2 separate regions of the Mus musculus genome follow, and region 2 is linked to region 1. Evidence: chromatin contacts called from public HiChIP or PLAC-seq data. All regions are on one chromosome and are shown on one strand. The core of a region is the stretch at or near the end of the contact, and the rest is flanking DNA. Distances in the headings are between cores, read along the strand shown. Region 1 holds the start of Trib2 (tribbles pseudokinase 2). Region 2 has its middle 60 kb from the start of Gm36235.

Region 1 (7,547 bases), core at 3,631-6,130:
CTTTGCAATATGCAGAAACCTATCACATACTGAGTTTCCCACCCTCTAACTGTATCTCATTTCTGTACAGGACACACAACAATTATTATTCCCATAAGAGAAGAAGCTACAAAAGCAAGGTTGGGTTGGGTGGGGAGGAGGCAGATCAGGAAAACAGTCCTGTAAGTCCTTTTTATTTATTTTTTTCTTTTCTTTTCTGTATTTATACATTGGACTTTCCTAGTAGATCATTTATCCAATGGGAAAATGGGAAAAGAAAACATCTCCCAGTTAGCCTTGGTACAACAAATATTTAATCAGAAAGTCACCTTTTAACAGTCATACTAAGAATCACCTTGTAAATAAGAAGTGGCTTCCCAGAATATGAACCATATTTTAAAAAAATACAGTGAGAAAGGAAATCACCTTTCTCACTTGTGGGAAGATTTTAAGTGGCCCATTTAAACTAAGGCTTACTCAACTCTAGAAAGTATGATGACATGCAATATGGTGTAGTGAAAAAACATAGTTTCAGAACAAATTATTTCCTTGCCTTACTTCTCCTAGCACAGAACACACACACACACACACACACACACACACACACACACACACACACACACACACACACACACAGAAACCTCTAAGGCCACTGAGTAGTGGGTTATCATAGAATAAAGTGGGGCAATAATTTGGCGTTTTCTTTAAGAGCCAAGGAGAACGACAGGGCTGGGTTAGAGCTCTAAGAGTGCAATAAAAGACTTACAAGCACTGACGTGAGTGCTAAAGAAGACTTTCTATGTAATGGAGCATTTTATGCGGGGCTAATAGAATTGATATGTGCCAAAGCCTAGAAGTATGTCCTAGGCCTCATCACTGCTCCAAATCCATCCCAACCTCCCCACCGTGTGTAAACATAGCTCCTCTGTGAACCTTGCTGAATGTCTCTCCCGTGCCTGTAGTTACAGAGAGAGGCTTCTTCTTAGGCTTAGGCTTGTCATGTAAGAATTAAGAGAGAACTGTTGTCACTTATCATGATGGCTCTTGGTCGTCAACTTGACTACAGTAGAATTAACTAAAAGTCAAGTCAAGTGAGGGCTATTTCTTAACTAAATCATTGGAAGTGAGGAGACCAACACTAAATCCAGATCTCTTGAGGTAAAGAGATCCACCTTAAATATGGGCCATGCCTTTGGTGGCAGCATAATACACACATACACACATACACAGTTCCTCTATAAAACACCTATGGTCAAATTGATGTATCATTCAAATAAGTACTTTTCAAAATATACTTATTCATTTAATAAACACAGAACTTGCTTAGCGAGAGTGTCACACACTCTGTTGGCAGCCACTACTCATTTGCTGAATAAATAAAATAAATGAGCTATGAAGAGAAGGAAGAAGTAAATGCATTTCAGGATAAGAGAATATTCCTGATAACATGGAGCCTACAACCTGGAATGGCGACAGCATTTGACAGACTTACTTCAACATGGAGGAAAAAGTTATATCATTCTACATATATAATCCTTATTTACCTATTTCTATAATTACAGTTAATAATGCTCATGTCTTATTGATACTGTAAACCTTTTACTTATTATTTACATTAAATGTTGTATGTTTAGTTGTTTTCCATGACTGTATTCAGGCATTCTAACAAATGTTGTTAATAATAACAGGAACTGGTTTATATTGTATATAGATATAGATATAGATATAGATATATTGTATATAGATGCTTTCTTTGGTTTGTATATGTATCATTCTTAGATTCCATGTATTGGCAAAATTCCAATCATAATCGCACATTGCGATTAAAAGGTTTTAAAGTCATCTAAGATCTTGTGACTAGAAATTGGGTACATGAAGACTCCCACTCCTGCTCCCATGAGTCAGCACATGTAGGGAAGCTGAAGATCTATGCTATGAGTGGTCACGTTTACCCCCCACTGTAATAACTTTATTATAAGCATAAGGATTTGGCTTTACAAAGGGATAGAATAGCTGCCATAGCAGTCCCTGAGAAGTGACGGACTCACCCTCAGTGATGGACAGGATACATCAGGCATCTGCATAAGCTGAGGCTTTGCTTGATCTGTTAAAGCAGTGGTTCACAGCCTTCCTAGTGCTGCAACCCTTTAATACCGTTCCTCATGTTGTGGTGACCCCCAGCCATAAAATTATCTTTGTTGCTACTTCACAACTGCAACCGTATTACTGTTCTGAATTGTATGTAAATATCTGATATGCAGGATATCTGATACGAGAACTCCAAGGGGTTTATGACCCATGGTTGAGAACCACCATGTTAAGGCTCTAATGCTTTCTCTTCTCTGTGATGCCCACTGACAGGAACTCCATAATGAGCACCAGTGTGGTCTTCCTGATACCTCAATACACTTCCTGATTGAAAGTCAACTTGGAGTCGAGTCTATTTCTCTACAAGAATACAGTGGTCTTCAGCTGCAACATGACCAGGCATTCCCAGTGTAATTATAACCTGCTTCACCACTTACCTGGCTGGGCAGCCCAGTTGATGGCACTGAGCATTCAAGTTAGGAGAAAGCTAGGTCTTCCTACTCCTTTTCTCTCATACTTTCTCTTTTCTCTGCCTAAATGGCCAACAATGAGCTCTTATGTGTATTATTTTATGACTCACCAGACTGTCTCAATGTCCACAAAGAACCACTGGCTTATGACAGGCAGGCTTACCCCTGTGATGACATCCAAGTATCAGGAAGATTTGGTCTCCTCTAACCTAAAGCTCAATCTAGCCCCAGAGAAGGACTAAGAAACACACACACACACACACACACACACACACACACAGAGAGAGAGAGAGAGAGAGAGAGAGAGAGAGAGAGAGGAGCAATGTAGTCATTGCAATATGACAGCCCAAGGAAACACGTATTTTTCCAGGACTCCAGGAAGTTACTGTCCTTCGATACACTTTCTCTTGTGGCGACCCCCAAACATCAAATTATTTTGCTGCTACTTCATGACAGTAATTTTGCTTTTGTTATGCATAGAATGTAAATATCTGATATGTGACCCCTGTGAAAAGGTTGTTCACCGCAAAGGGGTCACAACTCACAGGCTGAGAAACACTATCATAATTCTTCATATATTTCCTAGAACTGCAACTGCAGTTCTAGGGGTCACATGAGGTACGCAGGGCTGTCATTTAACAGACGAAAACTAGAGATCCTGGGAAGAAAAAGAAGCAAAAACAAAAACCAAACCAAACCAAAAAAGCCCATGCGAATTCAGTTTCCTTCTGAATCTGAAAACTGATGCTGAACACAAGTTTCTCAAACTTCTACAAGAAAGTTTGGTGACAGTCACCCAACAGAGGCCCCAGGGAACCTTTCTCAATGGATCCTCTGTAGAGATTGTTTGTCTAGGACCTGTTCTTGAACTGGGCAGAGACTGCATGGCACACTACTCTGTAGTCATGGTGACTTCCTCAAGCTGTGGTCCCCTTAAGGGACAGTTTAGGGATCAGAGTCTGAGTTTAAGGCAGATGAGTGGGGAGAAGGATGGGAGATCTATGAGAAGACATGGGGCATTTTAGTTTCTTCTCAAGATCTGTCCTCTAGGGTGGCTAGCTGAACAAGCAAGGTCCATTCACTACTCTGAAACAACCCTCAGGGAACTCCTGATCATTAGAGCCACTATTGTCCCGGTTAAGTATAATTATAACTAGTTCTCTATTTCTGTTCAAAAGTGGTAGTGCAGAATATTGTTACAGAGTGACCTCCCTCATAGAAAGAGGTGCCTTATGCGGGTAAAAACTCAAGAGTAAGCCCAGCAGTCTTGCCCCAGACCTTGGTTGCTTCTTTCTCTTTCTGTTTTCCCCTGCTACATTGCTACTCTTACCAGGATGCATTAGGTAAAGTCAAGAGGCTTAAGCTGTGGTCTGAACTTTCCCCAGGTCTGTTCAAGCCAATGGTCCAGAACCTTCCCAGGAAGTTAAGAATAAGCAAGGGTCAAAGTGCAGCCTTCCGTTGAACCCGGTATTGAATGTGTTCTTGGCCTAAATACTGAGATGCCGGGGCTGGAGAAGCCTGACTCCTTGGCTAGGAGCCAACATCCTTTGCTGGAAGTGTGGGTGCAAAGGTGTGTGTTCCTGAGCTCTCCCCAAAGACCTTGTCCTGAAGTCAAAAGACTCTGAAAGGATCCCCAATCCTATAACTGGTAAGTGGGGGAGGGGTGGTGACACTAACTACAAGCTCACAATGGACTTCTGTTGAAATGATAAGCAACCGGAGAGAAAGAATAAAACTAATTCTAGAGACTGTGGGCTGCAAGAATCCTTCATTTTTTTTAAAACCCGCGGGGAACTGCTTGTTCAGGTTAACATAGCAGCAGAGGGGTGCCCGGTACCCAGAAGATGCGAGGCTTTCTGCGGAAAATCCCGGGGAAGAGGATCTAAGTCTCAAAGTTGACCTGAGCCTGCCGGTGTTGCGTGGCGACGGTGGCAGATACACAGTCCAGCATCCCTGTCGCTGCAGCGCGAACAGCAGGCCAGGGGAGCCCAGAGCCCTTGGACTGCGGAAGGATATAAAGCACTGTTTACCTCGCGCCTGGCCGAGCCATCCGGGGGCGAGGCTGGCGCCCCCAGTGGGGGCACTGCAGGAGTGGCGGCAGCAGCCCTGGCCGCCGGCGGGCGCAGGGGAGCCGCGCGCGCACTGGCAGCGGCGCCGCTGATTGATGGGCTCCGGGCTCAATGACAGGGGCCGGGGCGTGGGTAGGGCGGGGCCGGCGAAGAGGGCGGGGGCTCTGTGGAAATGTGTCGGTGACATTGAATGGGGAGACCGAGCGCGAGCAAGCGAGGCGCGCGCGCACACATACGCGCACACACAGCCGGGCTCGCTCCGAGATCCCCGGCCACGTAAGTAACTATTAATACCGCCTCGCCCGGGGATGCGGGCGTGCTTGAGCGCCGGGATTGGCCTAGGGCGCCGTGGCCATCCCCTTTAATTTTTAAATACACGGTCCTCTCCTACTTCTGGGTGGCAAGAAAAAAAAAATAATAAGAAAAGAAGACAAGCCGTCGATTTTTATTTTTCCTGCAGAGCAAACCCCGCCGTGCAATTTGGTCGCAAGGCATCGGGAGACAAGAGTGGTTTGCAAATTGTTTCAAGGCTCAAGACCCAGTTGTGCAGCGGAAAAGGAACGCCGCGGGTTGACGGAGTCCGGGGAGCATCTGCTGGCAGCTCCTGCAGGACCCCCGGAAAGCTCCTGCTGCTGGTACCCCCCAGGTCACCGCCCGCACTTCTTGCTTCATCGGAGGAGGATCTGGGACGTGAGCAGCGACAGCAAGAGCTAGTGCTGACCGCGCGGGCTCTGCCTTGGGCTTTGTCGCGGTACCTGTGCCTGCCCTACTCCGCGCACTCCCTACTCAGCTTTTGCAATCTTTTGTTGCCACTGCTGACCGCCCCAAGTTAAAAGCGCCTTTGCAATTTTTTTTTTCTGTCTTTTTTTTTTTTTCTTGAGAGAGACAGCTCTGCGATTTTTTGGAAAAGCCTCAGACGCCATCTACAGTTAAGACTTAGGTAACTGCCCTCTCTAGCACCCCCCTTACACGCCCCCCACCCTTTCCACCAAAAAGAGGGGGGTGCAGCGCGGATTCTGGCTGCCGCGCGGCGTGAGCCGGTAGACCCGAGCTTATTTCCTTTTTCTTTTTGTTTGGTTTCTAACGCGTGGAGGGCGAGCCGGCGCCGCGCGCTCCCTGAAGACTGCACAAACTCCACGCAGGGCTTCTCCGCCCGGTCTGCGGATCCTCAGCTGGGGATCGCTCAGAAGCCCGGCGCTGCAGCTCCTCACCCCAGAGGCACGCTCACTCGTCCAGATCCACGCTGCGAACAGAGACCCACTGAGTCCAGCGTGCGGTTCTGCACCGCGCTGGCAGCTTCTGGGTAACAAAAGGACCCGAGTTGTCCGCAGAGCGAGCACCCCCGGGAGCGGGGCTCGCAGCCGGGGACCAGCCCTGCAGCGCCCATCTGGGGGCTAGTTCTTAACTCTTCCTCCACGGAGCCCCAGACGGGTCCCCTCCCTTCTTGATCCTTTTAAGTCGGTAGCACCGAGGCGCCTGCACCGGCGCGGCTCATCCATCTCTCCAGAGGGGTTTTTTGGTTTGTTTGTTTGTTTTGTCGTGTGCGATCCTCACACTCATGAACATACACAGGTCTACCCCTATCACAATAGCGAGATATGGGAGATCGCGGAACAAAACCCAGGATTTCGAAGAGCTGTCGTCTATAAGGTCCGCTGAGCCCAGCCAGAGTTTCAGCCCGAACCTTGGCTCTCCGAGCCCGCCCGAGACTCCGAACTTGTCGCATTGCGTTTCTTGCATCGGGAAATACTTACTGTTGGAGCCTCTGGAGGGAGACCACGTTTTCCGCGCTGTGCATCTGCACAGCGGAGAGGAGCTGGTTTGCAAGGTAACCAGCCCAGCTTTGCTTTTGCGTTTTGTTTTTTTGCTTAAAAAAAATTAAAATTTTTTTTTTAAAAAATTAAAAAAAAATCATCCTGGGTCTTTTGCCAGGGGCCGGGGACGGTGCGGGAGGTCGGAAAGCTCTCAAGTCCAGGGGCGAAAGACTCCCGGGATCATTATGCGTGGCCTCGTTAAGAGGGTTTATTTGTGTGTCTGTCCACGTTCGACTAGTTGCGAAGTTTTCAGACCGTTTCAGACAATGAGGCGGGCTGCAGCGGGGGCGTTTTGGGGAGATCCGGGAAGGGAGGGCGGCGAATCTGAACTGGGGCACGGACACGCGTGCCCCTTAGGAGGCTCGTAGAGCTCGGGTGCACCGGGCTGATTCCCCTTGCCTGGGCATTTCTCTCTCTGAGTCGATTCCCCTCCCCTCGCTGCAAGGACTAGGGAATCCCCGGTTGGTTTTCAAACGCTGCTCCTCTGGTTTCTTTTGTAGCCATTGTTCTTAGCAGCCTGCAGGTGTTAAACCTTTGTTCCAAAGGTGGCCTTTTAAAAGAGACACAAAAAGTGTCCCCTCTGGCTGAGACCAAGGCTCTAGCCGGGGAAAAGAGGAGTTTTAAAGCTCTTTCTTCGGCTTGAAGCCTGGAAAGGAAGGTTGGGGTGGAAATTCGCCCCTTGCGCACCTTTGGGTGAACAACGAATCCTTTGGTTCTTTTTGTCTAGGTTTCTTCGCGTCTTCAGACTCCCTGACTGCACACCCCCATTGCTACTCCCCTGCACCCACAAGGCCACCTTTGCCTGTTTAGAGACTGCCCTTTAGAGCCCCCTGGGCTAGTACTAAGAAGGACACTTCAATTTCCTTTTTGTCTTTGACCCTGAACAGTAACTGGTTTGTGTCTCTATGTGTCAGTGTGTCTTTGTGTGTGCTAACCGAGTACCAGACAAGAGGACCAAGGAAGGATAATAACAAAGTATTTGACTACAGTCAGTTTCCTACTGCAGTGGAGAACAGGACTTCCCCAGATGTAGATCAAGAATACATTACCACTTAAATTTAGGTTCTTCTTATTTATTTATTTATTTATTTATTTATTTATTTATTGAGGTGGAAGTGCGACTGTGC
Region 2 (7,513 bases), core at 756-3,255, 260 kb before region 1:
CCCAGTGACCTTTTCTCTTTTGTTGCCCAACTCTCCAAGTTAGTGTGAAGAGAGTATGAAGATTCACTCCATAAGGAAAGTCTAACTGTGCAGAGTGAAGATTTCACATCAAGGTTCCACAGGCAAATTTTAACTGGGCTTTCTACCCAGTGTTAGACGGACAGCAAGACGGTACCATTTTCGTTTTTGGTTGTAAAAAGCGAGGTCCAGAGAAATGAAGGCTTCCATACCTCTAGGCTGTGGCTTCTGTAAGAACAGGAGCAGTGCCTGAGTCCCTGCTCCACTGCCTTCAGATCCCAGATGGCCCATCAGTGTGCATCAACAACCGCCAAGTTGTTACCAGCACTTGTCGCCTAGGTTGTGTGCCTACAAAGCCAAGCAAGCTTCCTGATCCTCTCCACGCATCCTTTCCCTCACAGTTAGGAGCTCTCCATTTCTTAGATCTGTATCCAATGATGCTGGGTGGCCATCATTCTTTTTATCATTGCACATCAGCACTCTCAGTAGGAATGCTCTTGGCATGTCAGGAGAGGACCACACATCGAAAAATGGCTGTGAAGCTACAAACCTATCTTCCCCAGGCTGATGGGTGATGGAATGGGAAGGGCCTGGCTGGAAGGAGTGATGGAGTGTTAGTAGAATCCCTAGAGCAAGACACTCACCTTGAGTCAAAAAAGAAAAAAAAAATACAAGGAGGCATAAAAGATGCCGGCCAGCCTACCGTCTTAATGCTACATTTACTTTTAAAACAGCAAATGGGAAGTATACTGAATTAAACAAGAGAATATGACCCTGACTCACCTGGCTTGCCTCACCCTGTTATCTGAGGAAAGAAAAAGAGGGCTCACACAGCAGACAAGTAAGAAAGGAGAAATACAACTGATCACCCTCCCTTTCCTCCAGGCTTCTGAGAGCAGCGGTAAGGAGAGCTAGGGGCAGCCTTGTTCCCAGAGACGGGATCCAGGGGCCTGACTATGAGCTCTGGCATATGTCTCTTTCAATCAACTCCTAATCCTATTTCACCTGCAAAGCAGAGAGCATGGTAGGTCTGGGCTCTCTTCAGAGCTCCAGCTTGTACTTGATAGGTGCTTTAGGGCCAGCCCCTTCTTTAGGGCTCAGTGTTGCTGTTTATAAAGGAGAGTTTTAGAAGAAATGCTTCTTGAGGTTCTCCACTTCAGCCACTCTAGAAGACTGGACCGGCGGTCCCTGGGGAGCATGCTTTGTCTTTTGTTTGACAAAAAATATTGAATTCCAAGTAAAACTTGTCCATGCATCAAGGGTTGGAATGTGCTGCCCATTAGCCTCCCTGGCCCCTTTCCCTTCTGCTCAGAGACAGTGGTTCCAAGGAAAAGTAATTAGTTGTTCCTCCCGGTTCCAGAAGTCAGGATTCACAAAGCATTGACAGAAATTTACTCAATCTACCTCACAACTTGGCTTGCAATTAAGTTAGTGCCTGTTTACAGGTCTACGGTTGTGTGATATTCCTGAGAGGCAGTGTATGGACATTGTCTCAGATAGAGCTTCTATTGCTGTGAAGATACAACAAAACCATGGCAACTCTTATAAAGGAAAGCATTCAACTGTCTGGCTTACAGTTTCAGAGATTTAGTCTATTATCATCATGACAGGAAGCATGGCAGCATACAGGCAGACATGGTGCTGGAGAAGTAGCTGAGAGTTCTATATCCAGATCTGCAGGAAACAGGAAGGGAGTGAGACACTGGACCTGGCTTGAGCATCTGAGACCTCAGAGTCTACCTCCAGTGATGTGCTTCCTCCAACAAGGCCACTCCTACTCCAAGGCCACACCTCCTAATAGTGCTACTCCGTTTGGATCTATGGAGGTTATTTTCATTCAGACTACAACAGGTAATAGGATTCTACTCTTGGCTGGATATTTGAGGGTTTAGCTTCTTCTTACCAGATGTAGAGTACACAGTTTAGACCATCCAGAAGATGGCATCACACCAGCCATCATTAAAGAGTATAACCTTGTTAACAATCATCTCACCAGTAAGAAGAGATCTGCATGGTATCACAGAGGAAGCAGCTACAGGTTGCATCATCAGTCCACTGCCATAAGGGGATGAAGTAAGACCTGTGCAATGCTAAAGGCTTCAGACACTAGGAGAACATCCCTTGGTGTACAGTCAAAGGCCTTTGAGAGCAGGACTTTCTGGTGCTGTCCTTTGGTGGGGCAGAGGAGATGGGGTACCGAGGAGCCTGTACTGTAAACTGTACAACATAATCAGCTCTTGGACTGGAAAAGATGCAGCTAGACAAAACAGGAATGAAAACACAGCATATCCCAATGGAGGATCCAGGGGAGGGAAACTGTTACCGAATTTAGCACACAGAGAAGGGTCTTTCCTGTGCTGACCAAGGTCAGCTATGTCCTTGGAGGAAATCCTGGTTTATGAAGAACATTGGTCTCAGAAAGCATTGTGTGGTACCTTATGGTGGTAAATCCATTGCTTCCAGTGTGAGGAGAGTATTTGGGGAGTATTTTTGAGACTCTGCTGAGAGGAAGGAATAGGTGTGGGAAGCACTGAGCATACAAGAAAAGTGGCTCATGGGGCTTTCCCTAGACAAGGATGCTTCCTTGACTTCAGATGGGACAAAACATGTCTGTACTGAACTTGTCACTGTGGTTCCCTTTTTAATTTCTTCCTTTGTGATGTCCAGGCACTGCTGCACACAGAGTAGAGAAGGATGGAGCGAAGTCTGGATTGGGTAAGTTAGCAGGATCCCGGTCAGGCACTGCCAGAGGCAAGAGGGGAGGTATCCCAAGACTTCAGTATTAGGGCTCTTCAGTATCACAGCTCTTTTAGAAAATGGCTCTCTTAGACGATCTCCACCAAAACAGCTTGTGCTCACACACTTTATTCCAGGTGAATCAACCCTGGAGAGTGGGAAGGGGGTTCTTCTTAGGATGAAGTTTCACTAGCTGAGGCTTACAGTCCTGGGCATATCTCATTTGCATGGGGAGCCATTCAAGAGATCAGGCAGAGAAGAGGAGGCCCAGCTAAGAAAGGGGAGTCCTCCATTTTGTGCTGAGTTCACAAAAGCTGCCCAGACATGGTGGAAAATAACCTTGGTAGCAAGGTTCAACAGTCACCAGTTTCCAGCACTAAACTTTGCTTTAAACAATAACACAACCAGGCAGGGAATCATTTCATTGGTCAGAGCACTCTCCCTATGTAGGTACTAGAAACACAATGTTATACACTGCTTGCAAACTAAGCATGTGTTCTAAATGTTCCAGTCCCCGAGATCTTCTTGGCACCATGCAGATTTGTCCCTTCTGAGGATTGTGCAAAGCATCATTCCCCACAGCTGCTCTCATCATTGCAGCAACCAGCTCTCTCGCTCCCTGCCTGAGGGCTGCTGTAGTGCAGAATTTGGGCTGATTTCATCTCTCAGCATCACAAGGACCTAGCACAGGCTTTTCCCATGGACAAAGAGATATGTGAGAAGTCAATGCCTAGAAGACAGAGCCCAGAGTCCCTGTTGGCCCTGGAGTCTAGGCTATGCCCTAGAAACAGTAACTTTCTGATTGTTGACTGAAAGTGTGCTCATTAACTAAAAGTTATTTTCCTTGTATCAGTTAATTTAGGTAAAAGGATGTCCCCAGTTATATGGCAAATGAAAAACAAAAATTATAAGGGCCTTTTTAATGGCAGAGAGAAATAAAGAGTATAATGTCAAAACAACAACCACCACCATCCAAAATTCTGGCTATGAACACACCATTTTAGTATGATCCCATTTGTCAAAGAATTGGCATCCAGTTGCAACAGTCATTTCTGGCTTCTGAGATTGGGGTGACTCTTGTTCTCATGATTACACCTTTAGGTCATTTTCCGAATTATCTGAAATAACCCCACGCTATTGTAAACACTGGGAAGCAATCACTTTAAGTACAAGCCATTTCATCTGGTGTTTTTGTTGGTGTGTTTATTCAGTTGGGAATTGGATAGCTCTGAATAAAGGAAATGTAACCGTTGTTTTCTTTCCTTTGCCTGAAGAAGGACAAACTTGCCTTCTGTGTGGGACTCTGGGGATTCTCAGTGAGCTAGTGGCCTCTGCAGCCTGATGCCCGAGGGAGAACATCTTTATTCCTGGGTTTCTATTACAGACCAGAGGAGTCCCAGGACACCCCTCCACCCCTCCTAGCCTGGATTTCTTTTCTCTAATTGTGGGGGTTAGTTCTAAACGGTGCCTAGAGGGGCCACCAAATGAACACAGTCCAGCCGTAAGGAAACCAAGAATGACCCGCATTAGGCTTTGCAGGCCTCTGTAGTCTGTGGAAAACATTGCTTTTAAACTTTTGTTTTTATTTTTGTTTTATTGAGATGTATTTTACTTTTTAAAAATAACCTTCATGAATATCTTTGTTTTTCTTGGATATTTTCTTTCTTTACATTTCAAATGTTTTCCTCTTTCCAGGTCTCCTCTTCAGATACTCCCTATTCCATCCCCTCTCCCCCTGCCTCTATGAGGGTGCTCCACCCATCCACTCCCATCTTCTCACTCTGGCATTCCCTTACACTGGGGAATTAAACACCCTCAGGCCCAAGGGCCTCTCCTCACACTGATGTCCAACAAGGCCATCTTCTGCCACATATGTGGCCAGCGCCATGGGTTGTACCATGTGTAATCTTTGGTTGGTGGTCCAGTCCCCAGGAGCTCCAGGGGGTCTGGCCTGTTGACACTGTTGCTCCCTCTATGGGGCTGTAAACCCCCTCAGCTCCTTCAGTCCCTTCTCCACCTCCTCCATCAGGGATCCTTGAGCTCAGTTCAATGGTTGGCTGTGAGCTTCCTCCTCTGTATTTGTCAGGCTCTGGCAGAGTCTCTCAGGAGACAGCCATATCAAGCTTATATCAGCAAGCACTTCCTGGCATCTACAATAATGTCTGGGTTTGATGGCTGTATATGGGATGGATTCCCAGGTCAGGCAGTCTCTGGATGGCCTTTCCTTCAGTCTCTGCTGCACATGTTGTCTTCATATTTCCTCCGGTGAGTATTTTGTTCACCTTTTTAAAAAGCACTGAAGCATCCACATTTTGGTCTTACTTCTTCTTAGGCTTCATATGGTCTGTGAACTGAATCTTGGGTATTCCAAACTTTTGGGCTAATATCCACACATCAGTGATTATATACCCTGTTTGTTCCTTGTGACTGAGTCACCTCACTCAGGATGATATTTTCAAGTTCCTTCAATTTGCCTGAAAATTTCATGAAGCCATTGCCTTTAATGGCTGTGTAAATGTATCACATTTTCTGTATCCATTCCTCTGTTAAGGGACATCTGGGTTGCTTCCAGCTTCTGGCTAGTATAAATATGGCTGCTATGAACATAGTGGAGCATGTGTCCTTATTACAAGTTGGAGCATCTACTGGGTATATGCCCAGGAGTGGTATAGTTGGATCCTCAGGTATTACTATGCCTAATTTTCTGAGGAACCACCAGACTGATTTCCAGAGTGGTTGTACAAGCTTGCAATCCTACCAGCAATGGAAGAGTGTTCCACTTTCTCCACATTCTCTACAACATCTGCTTTCACCTGAGTTTTTCATCTTAGCCATTCTTACTGGTATGAGGTGGAATCTCAGGGTTGTTTTGATTTGCATTTCCCTGATGACTAAGGATGTTGACCCTTTCTTTAGGTGTGTCTTGGCCATTTGAGTTTCCTCAGTTGAGAATTTTCTGTTTAGCTCTCTTCCCCATTTTTTAATCGGGTCCATTTGGTTCTCTGGAGTATAACTTCTTGAGTTCTTTGTATATATTGGATATTAGCCCTCTATTGGACATAGGATTGGGAAAGATCTTTTCCAAATTTGTTGGTTGTCATTTTGTCCTATTGGCAGGGTCCTTTGCCTTACAGAAGCTTCACTATCTTATGAAGTGCCATTTGTCAATTCTTGATCTTAGAGCATGAGCCATTGGTGTTCTGTTCAGGAACTTTCCCCTGTGCCCATGTGTTCAAGGCTTTTTCACCCTTTCTCTTTCATTAGATTCAGTGTATCTGGTTTTATATGGAGGTCCTTGATCCACTTGGACTTGAGCTTTGTACAGGAAGATAGGAATGGAAGTTGAAGAAGACCTCAGAAGATGGAAACATGAATATCTTTTTTTTTATACTGATATGATCAGCATAAAATTCAGGAGTAAAAGTCTGGTCCATCATTTTACTAAATCCCAACCTAGAGTCTCCATCTAGTTATCTCCATGGCTTGGAATAACTATAGACAGAATTCCTGTGGACGTGAACTTAGGTTCCAAGGAAAGTTGACAACCAACAGGAGAGCCATATGTCAGACTTGTCTGTCCTCACACACAGGTAGGCTGCCCTACAGTAAGAAGTGACCGCTTTCAGTGGGTGGGAAGGAACTATGAACATGTTCCTAATAAAATGTGCTTTCGTTACATCATTGGGAAGAGAGGCCCCTTGGTCTTGCAAACTTTATATGCCCCAGTACAGAGGAACGCCAGGGGCAAGAAGTGGGAGTGGGTGGGTAGGGGAGGAAGGCGGGGGTGGGGGGAGGGTATAGGGGACTTTTGGGATAGCATCTGAAATGTAAATGAAGAAAATATCTAATAAAAAATTGAAAAAAAAAGTCTGGTCCAAAGTCTATGACTTTACTATTTTTCACATTTTCAATTAAAAACAGGGAGAAGAATTTTATTTCACAACAGATCTGCATGAAATAGAAAGTATAGTTTTTGTAAATAAGTCTTATTGAGATATAACCAGGCTTACTCATTTTTATATGGTTCATGGCAGCTCTTGCTCTGCATCATGTGGTTTCTTTTGAAATGCTTTAGGGACCAGATGGCCAGCAAGCCTGAACTGCTCTCTGCCCTAGTCTTGTGTTATTTGCTGTGGCATACATGGTGTTTATAACATACTTTGGGTGTTTCTTTCTTTTTAGCTGGGGATGGGGTTAATTCATAGATCACTGTCAATGGCCTATAAGAACCCACACTCCTGCAACTCCTGGGACAGCTCAGCATAGTTAGGAACCAAATTACTTCTTCATCTCTATGTTAATGGCTTGGTAACCAGTTGGACACTGGTTTAGAATGTGCTAGATACTGGGTGGCAGCAGTTCATGGGCCCTCAATGGCCACATAGAGTACCATTCCTCACCATGCCATATTTCAGATTTGTTTATTTAACTGCAAAAGAAAGCATGCACAGTGAAATTCTGATAGTTAGGGCTTCTTAGCAATAAAGAGTAGCATGGTCTGTCTGAAAAATGTATCTGGCCTTCATTCATCTGGAGTGTGTTATTTGGTTGATTGAGTCGATTCACTCAACAGCAGCAAGCAGATCTCGACTAAGTTGTAGTATGCCAGGCAGCAGGACACATGCATTGGCCTAAGCTCCCAACCTTTAGGCATTCACAGTTGGGCCACTTCCCCACACAGTGTTTCCTTTACAAATCCAATTCCATGAGCCCCACATGCCAGTGATCCTGAGCTACCTGCATGTCCCTGGACTCACTA

The links. HiChIP or PLAC-seq counts read pairs in DNA pulled down with a chosen protein or histone mark.
Region 2: an H3K27ac HiChIP or PLAC-seq map of regulatory T cells shows a contact between it and region 1, with 3 times the contacts expected there. The contact joins the enhancer-like site here to the promoter of Trib2 in region 1. A contact is called at or near these places in 7 of 39 promoter capture datasets (3T3-L1-derived adipocytes, the C10 cell line, cranial neural crest and 4 more), 2 of 15 datasets of contacts at CTCF or cohesin (the NIH/3T3 cell line and thymocytes), 4 of 484 Hi-C or Micro-C datasets (the N1E-115 cell line, adipose-derived mesenchymal stem cells, nephron progenitors and 1 more), 20 of 115 datasets of contacts at active chromatin or transcription factors (CD8 T cells, astrocytes, cardiomyocytes and 14 more) and 2 of 9 other capture datasets (embryonic stem cells and pancreatic islet).

What each region holds. Positions count from the first base shown.
Region 1 is chr12:15,814,118-15,821,664 of GRCm38.p6, reverse strand. Trib2 (tribbles pseudokinase 2) reads left to right here and starts at 4,880. Exons shown (of 3, transcript NM_144551.5): 1 at 4,880-6,434. The coding sequence starts at 6,165. It overlaps Gm5432 (a long non-coding RNA gene), which reads right to left and starts at 4,728. Exons shown (of 3, transcript XR_001780551.2): 1 at 4,568-4,728.
Region 2 is chr12:16,071,988-16,079,500 of GRCm38.p6, reverse strand. No RefSeq gene overlaps it. Among named protein-coding and RNA genes, the nearest start is that of Gm36235, 60 kb to the right of the region's middle. Within about 2 kb of position 2,005, at least 3 of the 459 cell types and tissues checked have an H3K27ac peak or open chromatin away from gene starts, as enhancers often do. A contact at or near this core is called in regulatory T cells, where this site is marked.